2 separate regions of the Mus musculus genome follow, and region 1 is linked to region 2. Evidence: chromatin contacts called from public Hi-C data. All regions are on one chromosome and are shown on one strand. The core of a region is the stretch at or near the end of the contact, and the rest is flanking DNA. Distances in the headings are between cores, read along the strand shown.

Region 1 (5,492 bases), core at 2,159-4,658, 570 kb before region 2:
CAAAACTGGGTGAGTTCTGAGGCCAGGACTGCCCAGTCTGCCCTGGGACAGTGTTGAAGTGTATGAAGTGGCTGCTGGGGCTCTTTGCATGTCCATCCCCCCTTTCTTTGGTTACATGGTACAGCAGCTGGTTGGTGCTAGAAGATCTGAGATTCTGGCCAGCCGCCCCGCTGCTCCTGCCCACGTCCCTCTTGGGGCTGTCTGTGAAGGAGGTAGCTTCTGGGGCAGGGATCCCACCTAGCCAAGGCAGACAGTGGCTGTTCTGGCCATAAAAGAACACCCCCACCACCAAGCATCCACCCTGGCAGAAATTAGCCTCTGGCCTCGGGGGAGGATGAATCCCCCGCCTTCCACTTCCAGATCAGGCCAGGAGCCATTTCCCTAGCAACGGAGCTGGAGACCCAGTGTGGAAATGATGGCTTCCTAGGTGGGCTGGGCTTCCTGGCAGACTTGCCACTCCAGAGCAACAGCCCCTGCTTGCTTGTCTTTGGTCTCTGAGCAAGCCCAGAAACGACCTTTCCCATCAAATAGACCCAGGGCTAAGGAGCCCCAGGGCAGGTGGGTGCTTTGCCTCAGACTCAGGGCAGATGAGAGTGCACACTGCTTGCTGTGAGGCACGCCTCGTGCATAATTACAAAGAGGCCTATAAAAGATGTACAAATTACCACAAAGCAAGTGGTTAATTACCCAGGAATACCAAACGCAGGCACCCCAGCAGAGCACATCTCCAACCCTGCAGCCACAGCTGGTGCCGCAGTCTCCTGTGTTCCATTTTCCACTTGGGGGCCGACGAAGCTGTCAGGTGCTGGGTCCTAGCAAAGTATGCGCAACCTATTTGAAAAGTGAGGGACTGAAGTGAAGATTCCAGCCTGTGCGGTTTTTATTGTTTTTAAACTGTGTGTGTGTGTGTGTGTGTGTGTGTGTGTGTGTGTGTGGTAAGTACATAAATGCAGGTGCCCGTGGAGGCCCATGGCATCAGATCCCCTGGAGCTAGAGTTACAGGCGATTGTGAGCCACCGGACGTGGATGCTCGGATCCACGAGAGTAGTGGGTTTTTTAACTGCCGAGCCATCCCTGCAGTACTCTTCCTGCCATTAGACCTGAACTTAGGCAGCAGGAAGTGTGAGGCTGGGCTGCTAGAGCACACCATGTCCCTGTCCCCGTTGCTGTCACCGTTGCTGTCCCCTTCGCTGTCGTGTGTTGACATGGACTCGGCCAGGACTCTGTTCAGTACTTCCCAAGAGCAAGCCCCAGTGAGGAAGGTGCTGTTTCCCCCAGCTGATAGGATACCCTTCTGCACCCGCCCACTGTACATGGAGGGAGTGGAGCTGATGGGCAGGCGGTGTGGGCTGGGCCAGGAACTAGAGCCCCACTTCCACAGCTGTCTTCCCTCCTGACTAGAAGGCCTTTTCCGTTACAAAACTCCTCGTGTCTTGTCATTGAGTCTGAGACATGCAGAAGCAGCAGGCACCGTTCCTGGTTCACTTTACAGGCCTGGCTTACACGCTGTGTGTAAGCGAGACCCTCCTGAGCACATCTGTAAGGCCCACCCTTTTAGGATGCTTTCTAAGGAGCAGGGCCATCTGTGTGTGGTGGCTCACTCTACCTAAGACTGGGCAGTGCCCCTGAACTAGACATGGCCTCTGAGTGAGGACAGGGCAAAAGGGCAAGGTCAGGACACCAGGGCTCCCAGCTGCTGCCCTTCAGTCATTTGTTTCTAGATTCCTGGGCTGGATTTGCTGGGCAGTTGCTGTGTGCCCTCTGCTGCACAGATCCCCAGTGTTTGGGCCACGATTATCCTGCAGGCCCCACCTGTTGTGTGACCAACAAAACCCACTGTGGGCCCTGGCTGCGCAGCTGTGACTTGGCCTCCTTGGCTGGCTCTCTAGGATTTTTTTTTTTTTTTTTTTTCTGGGAAGGACCGAAAGCTCCCTTAAGTCTTACAACTCTCCAAAACTTGATTTCTATAAGTGTCATCTCTATTGGCCCATTGCTTAGCTGCTGTCCCTGACCTTGTGCTGCCCCCCCCACCCCGCAGTGTTTGAGACCCAGAACAGTGGGGGCTGGAGTTCTGGGTCTCCAGGTAGATACTTTGGAGCCTACAGAGCGGTGAGTGTCTCCGAAGTTCGTTGTCGGTTCAGTCATCCTGGGAGATCGCATTTAAGAGTCCTTTCCCACTCCACACCCTGCGCCTGGGCCTTCGTTTCCATCTTGGATGCCTCTTCCTGCCCTTGCAATGCGGTCTTCCATTTCAGATGCCGAAGTCTCCCAGCCCAACTGTTGTTCTTGGTCCATAGGGTGAAGCCAACACACACAATGGTCAACTGCTGGTTCTGCAACCACGATACACTGGTGCCCTATGGGAATCGCAACTGTTGGGACTGTCCCCACTGTGAGCAGTACAATGGCTTTCAAGAGGTATGGGCTGTCAGTGGGTGGCCAGTGCTGAGGCTGCTGCTGAGCTGGTCTGAGCTCACGTTCCACGCCACTGTCTTCTAACTCTGGTCCTGGCACTGTGTCTCCCTTTGAGGAGGAAGAGCAGGTTCAGGGAACCGTGGCCACTTGTCCTGTCTCCCCACAAGAGGGTGAGATTGGGGTTAGAGTCATGAGCAGGGCAGGTCTGAGTTCAGGCCTACAGGTGCAGTATTTAGCTTTGTAGGCGGTTTGTTCTCTGTCACAGCCTTGATTGTGTAGCCACGGGCAATATGTGAGTGTCTGAGTGTAGCTTTTACTGACACTTAGTAACAGACAGCCTGCCCACAGCTTGCAGCCTGAGTGGCGGTGTGTAGTTCTAAGGGACAAGGGTGAGGGATGTGCCCTGAGGTGCATGCTGGGTAGCTTCTCAGCACCTAGATTTTTGGGGTTCTATGTTAGGCAGCATCAGAAGGAATGTTGCTGCTCTTTGTGTAGAGAAAGCCAGAGCAGAGCTGTCTGCATCTGAACCCTCCCTGAGCCGGCCTGCGCTGACCAGGGCCTCTTCCTTCCTTCCTTCCCAGAATGGAGACTACAACAAGCCAATCCCAGCACAGTACATGGAACACCTGAACCACGTGGTGAGCAGCGTGCCCAGTCCCCGGGACCCTGCACAGCCACAGCAGTGGGTGAGCAGCCAGGTCCTGCTGTGCCGAAGGTGCAGCCACCACCAGACCACCAAGATCAAGCAGCTGGCTGCTTTCACACCACGGGAGGAGGTGAGTACACATGGCTGATGGCTGGGTAGAGCCACACTGTCACCTGCCGCTCCAGGGTCCCACCCACATTCCAGGGTGCAGCTTCCTTCACAGCCGAGCTGATCTTGTGACCACTGGGAGAACAACACCATGGAAACCAGAGCCTGCCAGGATAGATGGCTCTGTCCCTGAGGAAAGGGAGGTAGAGGCCCTGGGCTCCAGCTGCAGCCTTAGAGGGCAGCCTCCTGGTCTCATTCATTAGTCAGCCCTGTTCAATGTGGCTTCCTGAGAGGAAGAGAGCCAATCCCACCTGAGGCCCAAAGATGCCTAGGAAAGATAGGGGACAGGAATGAACCAGGAGGCCAAGAGGGAGAGCCACCAAGATGGCTCAGGGGCAAAGACACTTAGCGCCAAGCTTGATTATCTGAGTTGGATTCCTGCGGTCCCCGGGGAGAACAAACTTACCCATGTTACTCTCGCCTCCGCTGGCATGGTCATACACATGCGCTACATAAGTGCGTCCATGTCGTGGTTGTTTTGTTTTGTTCTTGTTTTTTTTTTTTTTTTTTTTTAGAGATTTATTATTATAAATAGGTACACTGTAGCTGTCTTCAGATACACCAGAAGAGGGTGTCAGATCTCATTATTGGTTATTATGTGGTTGCTGGGAATTGAACTCATTACCTTTGGAAGAGCAGTCAGTGTTCTTAACCACTGAGCCATCTCACCGGCCCTGTTCTGTTTTTTTGTTTTGTTTTGTTTTTGTTGGTTTTTCGAGACAGGGTTTCTCTGTGTAGCCCTGATTGTCCTAGAACTCACTTTGTAGACCAGGCTGGCCTCGAACTCAGAAATCCGCCTGCCTCTGCCTCCCAAGTGCTGGGATTAAAGGCGTGCGCCACCACACCGGGCTGTCCATGTCATTTTTTAAAGGGCTTTACAGAGAGGCCGTGAGGGGAGCATTGATGCTAGGTGACTTCCTGTTTACCCCAACGAGAGATCACACTAACCATTCCCTCTGATGCGCTCGTTCACTCGCTTGCTGTGTTCCTTGCTTCATCTCTGAGGGAGCAAGGGATGGGACTTGTAGCCTGGGCTGCTGTGGAACTGTTGCTCTCTGGTGTGTGTTATACCTTCAGAATCAAGGAGAAGGAAGGCCCTGATGCTTGGTTGTCCTTCTGCCAGAATGCAGAGTGTCAGTTCAGTGTCCCCACTTGAGCAGGCTGTGAGCTACAGAATGTCAGTACTGTCCCTGTGTCATGGCCTCGGCTCCTAGCCCTCACTCCTGAGAGCTCGGATCACCGTTCGCACAGGCAGGGCCGGAGTCTGAACCCAGTTCCCAGCTGTGATGCAGGCCCTGTGTCCACACCCCAGGGCCGCTACGATGAGGAGATTGAGGTGTACCGCCACCACTTGGAGCAGATGTACAAGCTGTGCCGCCCGTGCCAGGCGGCCGTCGAGTACTACATCAAACACCAGAACCGCCAGCTGCGTGCCCTGCTTCTCAGCCACCAGTTCCGGCGTCGGGAGGCTGACCAGGCCCATGGGCAGGTCTGAGGCCGTGGGACATTTGGGTGTTGGGTGTCGGGGGGGAAGATGGTCTGGGAGCTGGGCCCTAGTGTGGGGCATAGTGCAGTGTGCCAAGACTCCTTTTCTGGGAAACAGCTGCCTGGTGGCCCCCTGCTGTCACCAGCTGGATGCGGTCTTCCTAAGAGTGTCTAGGATGGTGGTGTGGCTGCTACTTGCCTGCTCTGAGGCTGCCTTGCTGACCCTCTACTTTCTAGACACCCTGTATTCGTTCCTCATGGCAGCCTCACAATTCGGTAACCCGAGCACTGGGGCTCTGGTCGCGGCTGTGGGAACCAAGGGTGGGGCTGAGATGCTTGCCAGGGGCTACACACACAATGCACACCAGTGCCAGGGGTCAGACCCAGATGTGCGTTACAGCGTGTAAGTGAATGGTCTGGGCTTTTAAGCAGTAATAAAGGAGTAAGCAGGACCGCAGCCTAGCAGTGAGAAGCCTGTCTGCATGCAGAAGATCAGTCAGAACAGCGAGTGCGCAGCAGAGACTCCGCAAGGAAGCTCCTCCTCCACCCGGATGTGACTTCCTGTCAGATGTGGCCTGTGTCTGCTGGCTCTGTCATTTCCATTCTGTAGTTGGCCACTGACCGTGAGGACACACTACCTCTGTCCCTACTCTCCTGTGTCTGCTCAAAAGAACAGGTGGCTCCTGTCCTCAGACCTCAGACCTTTGGTTCTTATTCTAGCTTCTTGGGTTTTAGTCTGAATAACTTAGCAAACAAAAAAAAATTTTTTAAGATTATT
Region 2 (4,989 bases), core at 1,550-4,049:
TCATAAAGTGGTGGGACCTTCTTCTCCTGTTCTGAGGGGGTCAGTGAGGAGCTGGGGATGGAGCCCGAGGCCTCGTGCATGACAGGTGTGCACTTTACCGCCGAGCCACACCCCTCGGTCTTTGGTGCGTCTGCCCTGCCTTTTCCTTTGTGAATTGGCTGTCTCCACTCTGAGGCCACACCGGGTGGGTGGTGCACGCTTGTCAGCAATGACACCAGAGTGTCTCTGCAAAGTTTCGCACAGCCATTACTCTGAGAGTGGCGTCCCTGCATGGCACTGAAAGCTCGGCCCTCTCCTGTTGATTGAACTCACTTCCCCTTCCGCAGGCCCCACATCAAGGCGATCTTCCAAGCCATCGCTGCAAAAGTGGGAACCGGAGAACCCTGCTGTGACTGGGCAAGTTCTGGGCTACCCTTTGACGACGTGCACCGCTGAAGACAGACCACCTTGGTCCCAGTGGTTAGCTCTGTGCTGTGAGCCTCTCAGTCTTAAGTCACTGTCCCAGCTTGTCCCTGAAGTACATCCCCGTCTGTCTTCATGTCCTTGTAGCTGAACCAGCCCTTGAGAGCCCGAGGTTACTGTGCTAAAAGCAGCTTCCTCAACCCTACTAACAAGGATCATAAATAGGATCAGGAATGGTGAAGGGAAGTCAGAGGTCTCTGTAGCTGTTTACTTCATGGCCAGAGGATGCAGGAGCTAGTGTGTGGGTTAGCCACCTTGTCCCAACAGATGCCTCGGGCCGTGCGGGTGGAAGAATCTTTGCGTAGCCCAGGTTTCCGGTTTTCTGTAGATGTTCCCCAGAGCTCAGGCACCTGGCCATCGGCACTTTCTTCCCCCGTTTGCTGTTGCTGTGAGAATCAGTACCGTGGACTGACTGGAAAGCCCATCAGCTGCCCTTAGGCTTCTCTGTTAACTGACGGCTGGCCTAGGACAGATCTCTGTAGGAAGGCTTCTCTGAGCAACAGCTAAGCTAGGTTATCTCTGTTCTTAACAGCTTTTCTTCCTCTTTCTTCCTTTCTTCAAATTTATTTTCTTTTCTTGTTTCCCTTTTCTTCCTCTCAGCCTTCCATTTTCTCTGTCTGTCTGTCTGATTTGTACTTCTCTCTCTGGTGTATATGCTGGAAGGTGATAAAGCAGCTGCCTGTCTGTGGAGGTCAGAGCACAGTTTGTAGAGTTGGTTGTGTCCTTCTGTCATGTGGCTGCCTTCAGGTCTGGCAGCAAGCACCTTCACCTGCTGAACCATTTTCTGTCCCCAACACCGAGTGTCTCCTCAAGACTGGGTCTCCTGAATTACAGGCCTGTGTACCACCACACCTAGCCCCCTTTCTATACCTGCTATTTTTATGTGCTCACCTTATTATTTTAGTAATGTGTATGATTAAAAGTAGGGATGCATAAGGCTCCAGGCATGTGGGCATTCGGGAAGCTCTCCCACTGACCTGCCAGCTTTGGTGGCTGCCTTTCCCCAGGGGCCAGTGTCCTTCCTTGGTGGCAGACAGCTACTTCCTTCTAACTCCCTCTAGGACAGAGTCAAAAGGAAAAGCCAAGCTTGCACTCTTGGGCCTTGACTCTGCCATAGTCCACGCCTGTGGCCTAAGGCTTGGGTTCAGGTCGTAAGGATAAGTAGTGTAGACTGCAAGTGGGTGAGCCTGGAGCAACAGGAAGGGGGAAGTAAGATGTCTTCATACGCACAGTTAGGAAGGGGCAGGCCAGTGATGAAGGTAGACAGGCAGCCTCTGATGAGCAGTGACTGCCAGGGAAGACTGTCCAGCTGCCCTGCTGTGGAGGTAGCTACTTGTGACTGTAAGCCTGGAGGCACCGTGGACTGACTCTGCTGCCTTCTTCCATCTCCCTGTCCATTAGACAGTGTTCACAGAGTAACTCAGCTGAAAGACCCTCCCTAAACTCCCGCTGACAAACTGATAAGCTGGATACATCCTACCAGATTACCTTGCTTTCATAGGACCATCCGAGAATGCACTTCTGCATTTAAAAGGTCAAGGCCAGACCTTGATAGAAGTCGTTTTACCCTCAGTATCTGTTAGAAACAATTGTATTACATTTGAGTCTAGGGAGTAATCTAATCTATTTTACAAGTAATCTAATCTATTTAGCCAGCAGTTGCCAGAAGACTGGTAACATCAAGACCATGGAGACTTTAGTGTGGGGCTGGGGTCCGGGAGTGGGGAGTAGTTTTTAATAACGAGGGACAGTGGGAAGTTGGGCTAAAGGTTTTGGATGCTGGGAGGTTCCCATGGAACCATACTGTTTCCTCATGTTATTTTTCTGAAGTCTTTCGTCTGCGGAGACTTCTCCCCTGTAGTTTGCTGCTCTGACGGCTCTTGTTTGTCGCCAACAGGTGGGAGATGAGGGGGCGGGGCACTTTGTGAAGATGGTGCACAACGGGATAGAGTATGGAGACATGCAGCTCATCTGTGAGGCTTACCATTTGATGAAGGATGTTCTGGGCATGCGGCATGAGGAGATGGCTCAGGTAAGTCCTGGGCACTGCCGCCACCTGGGTAATCACCTCCCAAAGGAGAGAGAGCTTGCTACTGACAATTAACCCTTCCTCCTTCCTGTTCACCTGCCTGTCTGGTGGCCCCACATGGACTCTGCCTAATGTAAGGGAAGCCACGGTAATAACATCATAAAGTGTGATAGCCGGCCATGAAGCAGTAATCGGCCATGAAGCAGTAATCGTAGTCTGCAGTTAGTGAGCCATGCTTTGTCAGGCACCGTGTGTGACCTCATATCCATCCCTCCCCATAGAACACAGAGCCTGGCCTTAGGTGTGGTAGATGAGGACTCCCCACAGAGCCCATCCCAGTCCTTCTTTTGTTCCTACCTTTGTTCCATACAGGAAGTAAGTAGCTGGCTTTGTTGACCAAGTAGGGGGCTCAGCAGTTGAGAGCACTTGTAGAAGACTGGGGCGAGTTTCCAGAGCCCATCCAGTCATGTCCTTCTGACCTTTGTAGGCCTTGTATGCAGTGGTACATGTGAATACTTGCAGGCAAAATACCCGAACACATAAGAAATAAATATAGTAATAAATCTTTTAAAAGAATTAAGTTCATCCCAGTGGGGAAGCACAGACATCCTCAGCATTTTATTATGAAAATATTAAAATACATAAGAACCACAGTATGAGCCAGCCATGGTGCTGCACACCTTGATGCCTCCTAGGGAGGCAGATCTCTGAGTTCCAGGCTAGCCTGGTCTACAGAATGAGTTCCAGGGTAGCCAGGGCTACACAGAGGAACCCTGTTTTCAAATCCAATAGGAAGAAAAGAAGAAAAAAAAAGAACCTCACTGTCCACCACTGAGCTATGTATGTCCAGTCCCAGGAGGTGGGGTGTAGGTACGACAAGAAGGTGATATTGTGCCTAGGCCCAGATGACATGAGGGGCTTGACTCCAAGGAGAGGGGACAGTCTCAGTGCTGAGAAATTAGCCAGGCAGATACTCAACAGAACTTCCTGACCTGGGAAACTCAACTCACTGGGCAGGAATAGGAGTCTTCAGGCCACTAGGAGGAGGGTTTGCTGTCCCTATGTGCTCTGCAGTGAGGGCACCAGCTACAGACAGAAGCAAGAATATGGCAGATGAGCCAGGGTGCCCACAGAACCCTCTCACTGGGCTTTCTCCTCTGTGTGTAGGCATTTGAAGAATGGAACAAGACAGAGCTGGACTCATTCCTGATTGAAATCACTGCTAACATTCTCAAGTACCGGGACACTGACGGCAAAGAGCTGTTGCCAAAGATCCGGGACAGTGCTGGGCAGAAGGGCACTGGGAAGTGGACCGCCATCTCGGCGCTGGAGTACGGCATGCCCGTCACCCTCATTGGTAATATGGCAGCTTTCCCCTTCTTTGTGTAGTTGGTTCTTGAGACAGTCTTGATGAGTAGCTCAGGTTAGCATTGAACGTACATCAGTCTCAGCCTCCTGAGTACCGGAATGTAGGCCTGCCTGCCTTGTTGGCTGTTGGTTGTTTTTATAAGATTTCTTTGATAATGGGTTCAGTAAGCCGGGCATGGTGACGCACACCTTTAATCCAAGTACTCGGGAGGCAGAGGCAGTTGGATTTCTGAGGCCAGCCTGGTCTACAAAGTGAGTTCCAGGACAGCCTGGGCTATACAGAGAAACCCTGTCTCGAAAAACAAACAAACAAAAACAAAATCAAAAACAAAAATGGGTTCAGTAAGAAAAGTTCACAAACACATTTTGCTTATGTAGTAGTCAACATGAATTCTCTGGGTTTGGATGTCTGTCTGTCCGTCCTCCTCCTTTATTTTATGATTATCCTGGCTCACCCTGAGGAAGACCAGTGGGTGGTGAGTCCTGCACAGATAGGAGGAAGTTGGCTGCACTAGGGCCAATCCCAGCAGTGCAGAGAGCATCTGTCCACCACCCACTTAGCTATGCGTATCAGGGTTCCTGCCTTCAAAAGCACCCTCCTCCATCTTAGAGACTGGGTTCCCTCCCACTGCTAGGGTGGACGTGGTCCTTTCCTACCTACTGAACTGAAGAAGGAAGAGGTCTCAGCTGGCTCCGGTATGCCTGGGAGGATTTGCCACACTTGCTGTTGCACAATTGTCTTGCAGTATTTCCTTCCACAAGTGTGAAGTAATGCAGAGAGGAAGGACAGCGGTCGGGTCAGGGCAAGCCGGCCTCAAGTTATGTCTAGAGTCCTTTCCCCAAAACTAAAATGCTGTCTTAGTTCCCAGAGATCAACCCACTTTGTTTAGAGGAGAAGAAAAGTCATTTATCTTAAATAAATTGAGCAGTAGTCAGTCTGCCACAAGGGATGGTTTGTTAAAGTATTAAATGTCCTAATGTACTGTATTGAAGGATATTGTGAAACCTAGGATTATGGGTATTAAAACCAGCCTAAGGGCTGGAGAGATGTTTCGGCCGTTAAGAGCATGTATTTTTTAATTAATTAATTAGTTAGTTAATTAATTAATTAAATATTATTTTATTTATGA

The links. A called contact is a pair of places that touch in the nucleus more often than the background predicts.
Region 1: a Hi-C map of embryonic stem cells shows a contact between it and region 2, with 2.8 times the contacts expected there. The contact joins two enhancer-like sites. A contact is called at or near these places in 2 of 39 promoter capture datasets (cranial neural crest and erythroid cells), 1 of 15 datasets of contacts at CTCF or cohesin (large pre-B cells), 24 of 484 Hi-C or Micro-C datasets (B cells, the C2C12 cell line, CD4 T cells and 17 more), 9 of 115 datasets of contacts at active chromatin or transcription factors (astrocytes, embryonic forebrain, embryonic hindbrain and 6 more) and 3 of 9 other capture datasets (adipose tissue, embryonic stem cells and liver).

The regions. Positions count from the first base shown.
Region 1 is chr4:149,728,762-149,734,253 of GRCm38.p6, reverse strand. It overlaps Tmem201 (transmembrane protein 201), which reads left to right. Exons shown (of 11, transcript NM_001284270.1): 2 at 2,298-2,418; 3 at 2,997-3,191; 4 at 4,542-4,718. Among named protein-coding and RNA genes, the nearest start is that of Tmem201, 6.6 kb to the left of the region's middle. Within about 2 kb of position 3,408, at least 22 of the 459 cell types and tissues checked have an H3K27ac peak or open chromatin away from gene starts, as enhancers often do. A contact at or near this core is called in embryonic stem cells, where this site is marked.
Region 2 is chr4:149,155,466-149,160,454 of GRCm38.p6, reverse strand. It overlaps Pgd (phosphogluconate dehydrogenase), which reads left to right. Exons shown (of 13, transcript NM_001081274.2): 6 at 327-396; 7 at 2,360-2,494; 8 at 3,659-3,848. Among named protein-coding and RNA genes, the nearest start is that of Pgd, 8.7 kb to the left of the region's middle. Within about 2 kb of position 2,799, at least 26 of the 459 cell types and tissues checked have an H3K27ac peak or open chromatin away from gene starts, as enhancers often do. A contact at or near this core is called in embryonic stem cells, where this site is marked.